Linked DNA regions of Zea mays: region 1 is linked to region 2. The links are chromatin contacts, called in public Hi-C maps. All regions are on one chromosome and are shown on one strand. The core of a region is the stretch at or near the end of the contact, and the rest is flanking DNA. Distances in the headings are between cores, read along the strand shown.

Region 1 (5,686 bases), core at 1,112-3,611, 350 kb before region 2:
AAATATGGTGAAGAAGATAGACACGAGCATTTCTACTTCCGAACAAATTAGTCAAGCGGTTATTTCTTTGATTTATTTATCATGGATACAAATTAAATACTACCAATATATATGACGCCGTTGATTTTTTTTTTCTAAAACTTTAACCGCTCGTCTTATTCAATAAAAATCGTGAGTTATCATTTTGTTGTAATTTGTTTTATGACTCAAGGTCGTTTGAGCGTGACTTAAAATTTTACATTTTCGAATAAATAATTTGAATAGGACGAGTAATTAAAGTTTTAGAAAAAATTAAACGGCGTCATATGTTTGTGAATGGATGGCGTAGCAAACATGTATACCGTGTATTGGTAAGAAGAGGAAATTAGAGCTGGTAAGAAAAAAAACTATTACCTGTGCGCCATGATGCAACAATAACTCCACTATTCTTGCATTTCCATAATTGGCAGCAATATATAGTGGGCTTCTAGATTCCCACTGAGGGTCAACATAAGCCCCTCTTGACAATAACAATTCTGCTATTTCATAGTAACCTGGGTCAAAATAGAGGAAAATAATCACACCATGTTGCATTTATGGGTATTAAATGACATGTATTTCTGTTTCATAACTAAAATAACTAAAGTAACCATATGTCAACAGGAAAAACGATTTTGGAAACTATTAGGCAAACAAGTTTTTTACCACAAAATGAATGTTTAAGCCTTTAAGGTTCAGTGGTGGTTTATAATAACATATATCTTCTAGTGACCAACTCAACTATTTAGATGACCACAATGTATCCAATAGGCATTAGGCAATAATAAACCTATGTCCAGAAATTTACCGTACATAAGAGATAGAACACATTTGGCATGATAGTAAAGCTCGAAGAACAGCAAAAGGAAGTCTAAAATTCGCATATTCAAAGGTAAAGAGAACCTCTCTGCGCTGCAATGTGGAGAGGATAAATCCCATTTTTGTCTTCTTTGTTAGGATTAGCACCATAATCGAGAAGAAGCATCACAATAGCCAAAGATGCATTACCATACATTGCGAAAGCTAGTGGTGTCGCACCTGGAAAGTGGCAATAATCAGAATGATCAACACTTATTGTGTGTGTAAGCAAATGAAGTCATATGTAATAGAAACGTATAGTAGTATTACAGAGGTGTATCCTGTATTCCTCCTGTATCATGGCGTAAGGTATAAGGATCAAACTAGAGCAGAGCTTTCTTAGGGATAGAAAGAGCCATGGCCACCTCTCACAGTCACCATAGTCAGTTTCCAGCTATTTTCTCCAAAACTCATGAGTCATCATGCATTTCATTTCACAAACGACATTACTATTTGCAGAAGTTTGTGTCAAACAGATAAAGGCCCCTTATTCTGGAAAAAAATTAAGAGCAGAAAACCTATTTGCATGCAAAAGTAACTTGAAATCGCATAACATCTTCACATTAACCATCCTTCAACCTCACAGAAATTTGGAGGGATTGCTGAACTACAACCTTGGCAGTGGCAGACTCTTAATAAAATACAAATTGGAAGAAGACAGGATTACTGATTACATGCATAGGTCACACATTTCATGTACTATCATGCATACCTAATTACCTATGTTGTAACAGAACTCACATCAGTCACCATATAGCCAGTTTCAAGTAATTTTATCCAAAACAAAGAAGCGAACAAATAAACTGAACCCTCGACATATCCCATAAATCAGATCAAAGTCTCCCTTCCCATGCTCAGAAACTTGATCCAACTGTCTAACCATCCCATCCCTCCTGGTGCTGACCCAACGAACGTCATGCAAAAAGCAAAAATAGAAAATAGATACGAACCATCCCTGGCAGTAGCGTTGACATCGAGCTTGAGCTCCTTGAGCAGGAACTTGCAGACCTTTAAGTTCCCATAAGACGCCGCCATGTGCACCGGACCGTAACCCTGCTCCAATGCATCCTCGACCTGGATACGTCTCATCACCTCGTCCACGGTCATCCCAGTTTGCTCCATCAGCCGTCTCGCCGTTCCTGCGCAACAACAGCAACCCACAACATTTAATTCGATCAGACACCGAAACGCGAACCAAAAGCAAAAGCAGAAAACTAGGAGTCAACACAACATCCAGAGCACAGAGAAACCGTAATCGCCATGTCCATCTCGAGAGCTCACTCTTGATTTTGGGGATGTAACCATCGGACACGGCGCGAAGGAGCCGGTCTACCTTTTCATCGCGGGGAGAATTGTATGTGTATCGAAACTGGAGAGGGCACGGTTCGTCTCCCGTCTCTGAATGCTCCCCGGAGGTGGATTCCATGAATAGAGGGTTCTGGAAGCTTCGCGGCGCAGAGAGAGAGGATGGACGGGGGCAATTGAAACGAGCGGGAAGCGCGAGTCAGGCAGGTGGTGCCGTGGTTACTTATAGAAGCCAGCCAGCCAAGTCATCGGGACCGGCCCAAGTGACAAAACGCCTCCATGGGCCGACGGTGCTTGCGGTATGATCCTATATTTGTTAGTGTGGATATTCGAATTATTAAGATAAATTCAATATTTTAAAGTATATATGTAAGAAATTTGATGCCGATTTGTTTATGTTATCAAGCACATTATTATAAATAAGAATAAAAGTTTGTATAAATTGGTTTATGTATTTTTTTTGCTCTGTACAACAAAAAAAGGTGAAAAAATATCTGAATTTGTGCCTGATAGCCAATAAGGCAATACAAATAAATCGAGCTTCATGTTCATCCTTTAATTTTCCCCTCTTGAAAAGGGGTTGATTAAAGGATGAAGATATGAGAAATAAACAAAGAAAATAAAGGACATTAAAGACAAATATGTGCAAAATAAAGAAGGTGAAGCACATGAATCAACATTATAAGACATTGTTTCTTCATCTATTGTTATTTAACAAAAGATTACAGGTATACCTTCGATTCCTTGGATTACAAGATGAAGGTAAAGGAAATACAACTTCATAGGCATAGCAATTGTGAACACAAGGTTGATTTGTCCCTTATGGTTCGGATTGATGATGAGTGATTGTCAACGGCGTAGCGTCTCGGGTTGACTCATGGACTAACCGAGACATGAGTTATGTGTGTGCAACAATGTGTCTGGGTTTGTGGTGTGCAGGTGTGGAGCACAGGTACAGTGGTCAACAACGAAGGTGAAGGTCATGCCGGTTCGTGCCGATGGACCAGGAGCGACAAAGGACGAGCGCTGGGACTTGATTGAGGACTTGAGTTGCCCATAGTGGCTGACACCTAGGACACAATCGTGCGAGGACATGGCGGAGTGTACCATGTTGTCGATGCAATCAAAGACTAATGGGACATGTGTCTAGGACGTGGGAGATGCGCATGTGGTGTGCTACTCACGGGTGGTTTGGTGGTTGAGCCATGAAAAACCACCTAGCACTATGAATGTTGGGTTTTGTTGAGTTTGGGCTCAAAACTTGGCGGCGGCGGTTCCGGCGGGAATCGAAGGCGGCACGTGGCGTCATCGTGAAGGATGTGTCAAGGCGAAGCAACTTCGTGTGGAGCGCGTGACCGTTAGACCAAAATCCAAAAAGTTGGTCCATTTTGCCCCCGGCTAAGTGGTTAGGCTCTATGTATCTAGGGTTAATTTAGAAAGTAGTAATAACCCTCTATAAATAGAAGGGTGGGATGATTATTTTAGTCAACTTTTTGGCTTACACATTAGTCTCTTGTTTAGAAAACACTAGCTTTCATTCCCTAGTTTAGCCTGAGATCCAAAAATGTTTTGAACTTGCATCTGTGTTTGTAATCTTCACTGCTCTATTCAAAGAAAGGGTGGCTAGATCCATCCATGTGGCTAGTTCAACTCGATTCACTCAGTTTTGTCTCCGCTGAAATTTTGAGTCAATTATGTTCTTGTGTTCTTCCTTTCCCTCTATTTGTGGTTTTGTGAAGAACCATCGAGTTCTTGAGTTTGGGACTCATTTGGTGATTGTTGGGTGCTGAGATATACTCTTTGGTTTGCTAAATACGCCCCTTGGTGCAGTTCTTGGTCGTGATCCACATTAATCTCAGTTTGAGTTTGTTTGAGAAAACCCCAATAAAACTACAATTCTAACCTTATTTCAAGATCTACGATTGATTTACAAATCCGATTGAGGTAAAAATTTGTGAAAACCTTGTAAACACATTTGTCAAGGTTTCTGTAAAAGTATAGCTCAATCGAAGTCTGTTTGGTTCAGTTTCGCATTCAAGAACTAAATTTCGAGTTTTGGGTCGATTCAGACTCTTCTGTGTCCGATTTGTGATCTATTCATTTTGCTGGTCTCATGTGAGTCTTAGGAACATTTTGAAATCATGAAATCACTAGTTTGCTAATTTGCTTTTGGTTTCAACGCTTTCTTCATCTGAATTGAATTGAAGTACTCAATTTCAATCATTAGCATCAAAAAATTGATTGGCTCCCATTCACCCCCTCTGGTCGCCTCACCGGTCCTTCAATTGTTATCAGAACCGGTTGAGTTTTTTCTTACCCTAATCGGTCTGAAATCCATAAAGGCGACATGGAATGAGGTGTTGGCAAACCTCCATTTTTTGATGGGGCAAACTACCCATACCGGAAGATCCGCACATTGGCATATCTTGAGAGTATTGGGTACCGCGTCTAGGAGATTTGTATCGATGTTGCGAGTGCTCGGATCACTTTGATTTAGATGGAGTTCCATGATTCGAACAACAAAGCTCAAAACGCTTTGTTCTCGTGTCTCTTGCTTGTTGAGTTTGAGCGAGTCGAACATTTGGTTATGGCTCACAAGATCTGGTCCACCCTCGAGGGATTCCATGAGGGCAATGAGCCAATGATCATGTAAAGATCAGACTATTAGAGATGTATCAACAGGAGTATGAGAATTTTGTGCAGTTGGCTGGAGAGACTCTCAGTTCTAGTCGATTGTGAACAAGATGTGTGCCAACAAGGCATAGTGTCAGGTACCTAGAAACAGGGTACCCATAGCAAGGCTCATAAACCTCTTCCTAACCCGCCCACCGAGCAAGTCTGTGAGGTGGGGCGAGCGACCAAGTCCCCGGCGAGCAAGTATGCGAGGCAGGGCGACCGAGCAAGTCTCTGAGGCGTCGCGAACGACCAAGTTCCTGCCGAGCAAGTCTACGAGGCGGGGCGAGCGACTAAGTCCCCGAGCAAGTCTACGAGGCCGGGCAAACGATCAAGTCCCTGTCAAGCAAGTCTGCGTGACGAGGCAAGCGACCAAGTCCTCGAGCAAGTCTGCGAGGTAGGGCGAGCGACTAAGTCCCCGCTGGGCAAGTCTGCGAGGCAGAGCGAGCGACTAAGTTCCCGTCGAGCAAGTCTGTGAGGCGGGACGAGCGACCAAGTGGACCCGCAAGGAGGGAGTCTAGGCCGACGTTGTTGGTCCACGATAGCTGTAACAGGACACATTGTCACCAAACCATGTCCATGCCATGTGTACAGTACCAAGGGGGTCACGACAACAAATTCTTGACCCACGTACTAGAAAGGACAGAATGACACACCTAGTGCGTGCTCGCACATGCTGGAGGGTGACGTAAGGACATTGACGGAAGATGAAGCCTTACTGAACACGAATCTCAACCTTCCCGAGAGCACGTTCTACGGGACGCATCAGGTATGGCAGCACGGGTGTAGAGCAAGCTACATGAACTCGCACGCTGGATGGATGAGACAAAAC
Region 2 (5,938 bases), core at 1,041-3,540:
AGGTTTGTCGACGAGTATGTTATTTTTAGTCGAAGCGCTAGTCGTCGTTCGACAATTGTCGTTTCAACTGCTTTAACATGCGACGTGTTGGGTTTCCTTTCTTTGTTTCCCCTGTGTTGTTGAAGTATTTGCTGTGTTGTGCTAGCACTTGTTTGTAATCTATGGTCTACCACAATTTTATATAGTGCTTTGCCTCGTTTCTCTAAAAAAGAGGTTGCTTTCAATGAAATTCAAGTGAGGATGTCCCCCCTCCCTGTTGACAGTAAAAAATGATAACTTCATTGATTAAAATAAGATTTTACCTTGATGATGTAGTTTGTTTTAAGATTGCTTCCGTTTCCAGGTTTAGTTGCCTGTACGGGAACAACTTAGCTGTTATTCTACTAAAATAAACTGATGCTTTCTTATCTTAAACAAATATGGCTATAGCACCTTGGAAAATAGGTCCTGATTTAGTTCATTGCATGTTTCCATTTTTCTTTGTAATGCATCTCTCAGCGTCTCTAAAGCAGTTATCACCAGCAGGAGATAATTAGCGCGCGTGTGTGTATATGTATATATCAGTATGAATGCATGTTGCTATCGCTTGAGGATATCAATTTAATATTTTGATTTTGACCAAAACCAACAGGCACTCATACCGAATTCATTGTTGGCCCCAAGCATGTTTGAAGCGAAATTAATAGTCTCCCTCACTGTCATTTCGGGATGATGGAGGTCATTCTGGCTGACGTACGCACAGAGGTGCTGCGATGTAGATGACATTGTTTCCCCATTACACTTGTATTTGACATCTCCATGGATCTATTGACAAGAAATCAGAAAATTAATGATGTTCGTTTTTCTATCACAAAAGTACGTACTAACTTCTTAGGAATAACCACTAATCAATACATGCTGCTTCTGTGACATGGTTTTGATTTATTTACACTAATTTTGAGGACTGGACTGGACTAGTACTACCTTCAAAGAAGAATCTAGTTTTCCTGCCAGTGCTTTTAACAGGGTCGTCTTTCCTGATCCGGGTGCTCCAAGAAGAAGTGTCATTCTGGCCACACAAGAAAAGCACCTGATTGATTACAGGCTGACCAGGTTATTAATTAGACTGAACAAGTCATTGAAACATTTTTAGAGAAACTGCCATTTTTCACTGTGGTGTGCTGTTTAATACCGAATGGTCATGGGACTGTACCTGGATGATCTTATTGTCCCGCTCACTGCATCTATGATTTTAAACGTTTCTTCCCTGGAGCGGCGCATGAGCACAGAATCCATTACAGCCTGCACCACAGAAATCAGTAGTAGTTGCCAGAAATACCTACCTTCCATGGTCCTTAAAATTCGCATCTACACGAAATTAAGATGTGGTTACCTTCCCACAGTTGATGATGGTGTTGGGAAGCGTGGGCGTTGTCCGTCGGCCGACAGGCACCACGGCTTCGACGCTTACACTGTCGAAGATGATCTCCACCTCCGGATCCTGACATCCCAGCCTGCTCACGATAATATTCAAATGCAGTTAGTGTTCGCAAACCACACTAGCTCCTTTTGTATTACCAGTGTTATAATGATTTGTATTCCCTCTGTTCCTAAATAAATCAAATCGTAGAATTAGTCAAGTTAAACTTTTGTATGTTTGGCTAAAATAATAGAAATCATGATAATTTATGATACCACATGAACATATTATAAAAAGATATATTTAATAATATCAATTTGTTGTCATAAATTACGATGCACTTAAATCTAGTTAATCTTAGGTGTATAGGGAGGAGAACCATTTTAACATCGCTCCGTTATGGGGGGCTTAGAGTAACTCCAAAAGAAACCTTAAACTAACCCCAAAATCAATTCTAGGGGGGAAACAATCACTTTTTTGTCGCTCTAACAGGTCCCTTTTCCTTCCCCAAAAGCTTGGCGTCCCTCATTTGTGGCCTCCCTTCCCTCATATTTGCGCGTCATTATTCCTTCCTTAATCAGACACACATGGACCTGGACCACTGTTTACTATCCCGCATTGGAATCACCGAATCTCGATAATTTTTCCCGTTTTCGCTACTAACCGAAAAACGAATTTCGGTCTGAATTTAGATGGATTTCGGTTCAAAATATAAAAACACAAAAGTCCAAATTTAGTCAATAAAACCAAATTCGGATGGTTCAAAACGAAATTGTTACACCTGACCTAGACTGGACGGGTGTGCTGGAGCGGCTGTGGGAGTGGGACCACCTTCGCGCACGGCTCACCATCGACAACATCAAGGCCATCGTGACGGACTATGGTCGGAGCTGCGCTGACTTCCTCAGCTCAGTTGTGCCTTAGTGCACTAGCTGCCGCCGCCGTACCACCGACCCCACCTCCAAATGACTTTAGCATTAGATACGGTTGCATGCATACGTAGACATTATCAGTTTGATAGATTGTTCTTTCATCCTGTTACATGTTTTGTTTAGAATCGTAGATGCCATTTTAGTTTGTTCAGAATGCTCGAGGCAGGGGTTGTTCCAAATTTTTTAGAGAGCAGTTATTAGCAGTCTGGTGTGGATTAAGATTTTTTTGGGATAATTATTTTAACAATAGCCCCAATAAGAGGTTTTGGGGATGAATTTTTTAGTACTCTCTTGGAGTTGCTCTTACATTGGCGGTGTTAGAGCAGTCCCAATAGTAACAAAAAAGCCTATTCCCAATCCTATTTTAGGGGGAGGGAAGAAAAAAGAGTACCCAACGACTCCCTATAACATCTCCTTATTCTTCCACAGGCGTAAAGCCGAGCGGTCGGAGTGGAAATTTGCACCACGCTTCGTCCTCCCAATCATCTGCTCGGCCGCTGGCTGCTCGTCATCTCCGGCGCGCAGGAGCTTCAACCCGTACGCCTCTGCCTTCTAGAGCATGTTGTTCGCTAGCCCAGCTGACGAGTGGCCGTGGGTCCCCGCGGCCGCGCCTTGCCGGTCCTCGACACGGGCCCCAATGATGTGCAGGTCTGCTTGAGCATGTTCCAATGAAGCCTGAACTTCTTTGTTACTACAGAGGGGGGGGGGGGGGGGGGTGGTGGCGCCCGCAGGTTCGCTTGCGCATGTTCCAATGAAGCCTGAACTTTGTTACTACAGAAGGAACTGGGTGATGGTGATTGCTTCGATCTGGATTCGTCAGGTGTTTACGAGCACTTCACCTGTTTCCGACTGAAAGCAATTGTGCATGGATATGCTGACACGAAGCTAACCCGATACTAGGCATGGATCAGATATGAGCCATAATAAAATGATCTATGACCCAAATTTAATCCGATATGACCTTTACCTAATCCGCAAGTCTAATATAGACCGAAGCTCACATGGCCTGGCTAACCTGATTTGATGCATAGGGTCATGTCTTTATTATTCCCCTACACACGACACGACCAACTAGCTCCTTTTGTATTACCAGTGTTATAGTAATATTTAGTCACTCTATCCCTAAATAACTTAACAATATTAATTTAAAGTCATAAATTGTTACATGGGCTAAGCTTTAATCCTTATCACATTAGATGTTTAAATGCTTTTTAGAAGTATAAAATTAATTATACAGAGGAGAACTAAATAATAAGACACATTTATTAAGTCTAATTAATTCATGTTTTACCAATATAGTGCTACAATAAAAATTTGCTAATCGTGGATTAATCATGCTTAAAAAATTGTCTCGCCGTTTAGTCTTTAGTTGTGTAATTAGTTTTATAATTAAACTATATTTAATACTTGTAATATATATTCAAACAACCAACATGACACATGCTAAACTTTTAGCGTGTTTGGTTCGAGAGAATAAGGTAGTCTGTAGTCTATCATCTTCTCACTACTCATTTTTTTATTTGGTTTGTGAAATGAAATAGGTTGATCCATCACTGTTTCATTCCTCATATGCTAACAATTAGTTATAATACGAGGAATGAATTCATTCTACCAAATTTGTGAAATAGACTTATAATGCACCACCTCATCTAGAATGGACCCCCTTTAGTCCCGACAACCAAACACCTCCTAAATCTAGTCAATCTTGGACCTCCTTTGGCAGGGCTCTGGCTTCTCTGAAAACAGTTTCGACTCAGGCTCTAGCTTCTTGGCTTCTTTAGAGGAGCCGGAGCTATTTTGCAATTTGTTTGGCAAAATAGCTTCTCCTGTGTTTTTTCAAATGATGTATGAGAAAAATGTAGGAGCTAATACAAGCCACGTTTTTTGTGCTCTAGCTCCTAGCAATAAAAGGACTCGCCTCTCGAAGAGTTCTTAACTAGAAATTGTTTTCTGACAGTTTTTGACAGTTTGATAGAGTTTTACGATGAGCTCGAGTTGAGCCACCGAAAGAGTCGTGCCAAAACGGCCCTTAGGTACATAGGGGGAGAACCATTTTTAACGTTGCCCCGTATGGATGTACACTGGAGTGGTGTCATGCCTTGCATGCCCCATCCATCTATTATTAATATTTATAATAATAAATATTCGTTGTGGCTCCACTACATGCGTAACCCATTGATTTCTCTCATAGTTTCAATTGAAAATTATAGGTTAGATGAGTATATAGCCTAGGACACGTTGATCCCGACTCAGCTTGATATTTTGGCCCGACAAGGGCAAAACATGGTCTGATGACTAGCTGGCCCAGATTGGCCCACCTCAAGCTCAACATCCACTTCTTTCTTCCGCCCCGTTTACCTTAGAATGGTTCCGGTCGAAATGATAAATTTATTTGTATTATAATAATAATTAGTTTGAATAGTTTATGGTCTCAAACCAACGAAAGGGCCTTACATGGATATAGAAAGACATCTATATCTCTAATTAGTATGGGGGTGGGGAGAAATAGAGTAGGATGAGGGTAGAAGATGTCCTTTTCTCACCTTGGACCACTTTTAGCTCACTGTTGAGCTCCAAAATGAACGGCGGACGGTCCGGTCCTGAGGCCGGATAGTCCGCATCTGTGGGCCAGACGGTCCGCGCGTGCGCAGAGCAGATTAGGGTTCCGAGTTTTGTGCTACGGTTGTTAGCTAGATTCGTGGAATTAGCTCGGGAGATTAGTTTGTAAAGGGTCCAGCCCCCTCCTCTATAAATAGAAAGGTATACGGTCGATTTGAAATCATCAATCGAATCAATAATACTTCTATCTCGCATTTATTTCCAGTACAATTAGGAGTAGTTCTAGTCTAGTTCCAGTTTAGCCTCTTATTTCCCAAATTCTCCGCTTCTCTTTGACTCTACGTCGATTAGAGGAGTCTAGGTCGGTCTGCCCGAGCCTAGACAACTCCTAGGATCTCTCCTCCCCGACGGGGTCCCTTCCGGAAGCGAGATCCAGGCACCGCCGGCGACCTTCGCCGACCCCTGCGCACGCGCGGACCGTTCGGCCGTCAGGCAGGAAACTTTAGCCCTGCGCCAGGCCGTGGACCGTCCGGCCCCTGTGCAGAGAGCACCGCCGCTGGTTCATGTTGAGTGATTGGCGCCCGAAAAAGGTGTCAACATACTTTTTGGCGACTCCGCTGGGGACAATTTCATATAGACCTATCGAGATCGGCCCTCAATGGCCGGTTCAAAGGATAGCTTTGAAGTTTCCACCAGCAATATCATCAAGCCGACATGGGAAGCCTTGCCGGTTGAAGAACAGCTCCTATTCGAGGAGCGCCAGGAGCAGCTGATCCAGGAAGTAAAGGCAAAATTCCTGGCCGACTTCAAGATGGACAGGAACAACAAAGTCGTTCGGCAACGGGCGACAGATCTGGCTTCGCTCCAACCCACTACGAATACCCCCCCAATGTAAGTAGCACCAATGAGCTCCAATCTCTTAAAGCTTACATAGACGAACAACGAGAGCAGATGCAATGTATCATAGGGGATATACAAAACGATCATAAAAGGCTAGTGTGTGCGCTTGATAAGTCTACTATTGCAAATCTTCCTTCACACGAGGTTG

What was found. A called contact is a pair of places that touch in the nucleus more often than the background predicts.
Region 1: a contact with region 2 is called in a Hi-C map of ear, with 2.2 times the contacts expected there. The contact joins the promoter of LOC118472940 here to the enhancer-like site in region 2. A contact is called at or near these places in 2 of 25 Hi-C or Micro-C datasets (ear and tassel).

What each region holds. Positions count from the first base shown.
Region 1 is chr7:82,416,528-82,422,213 of Zm-B73-REFERENCE-NAM-5.0, reverse strand. It overlaps LOC118472940 (ankyrin-1), which reads right to left and starts at 2,361. Exons shown (of 11, transcript XM_035960960.1): 1 at 2,158-2,361; 2 at 1,827-2,015; 3 at 922-1,056; 4 at 394-533. The coding sequence starts at 2,302.
Region 2 is chr7:82,063,688-82,069,625 of Zm-B73-REFERENCE-NAM-5.0, reverse strand. It overlaps LOC103632509 (a long non-coding RNA gene), which reads left to right. Exons shown (of 3, transcript XR_555977.3): 3 at 632-1,200. Among protein-coding and RNA genes, the nearest start is that of LOC103632509, 4.6 kb to the left of the region's middle. Within about 2 kb of position 2,290, at least 8 of the 20 cell types and tissues checked have an H3K27ac peak or open chromatin away from gene starts, as enhancers often do. A contact at or near this core is called in ear, where this site is marked.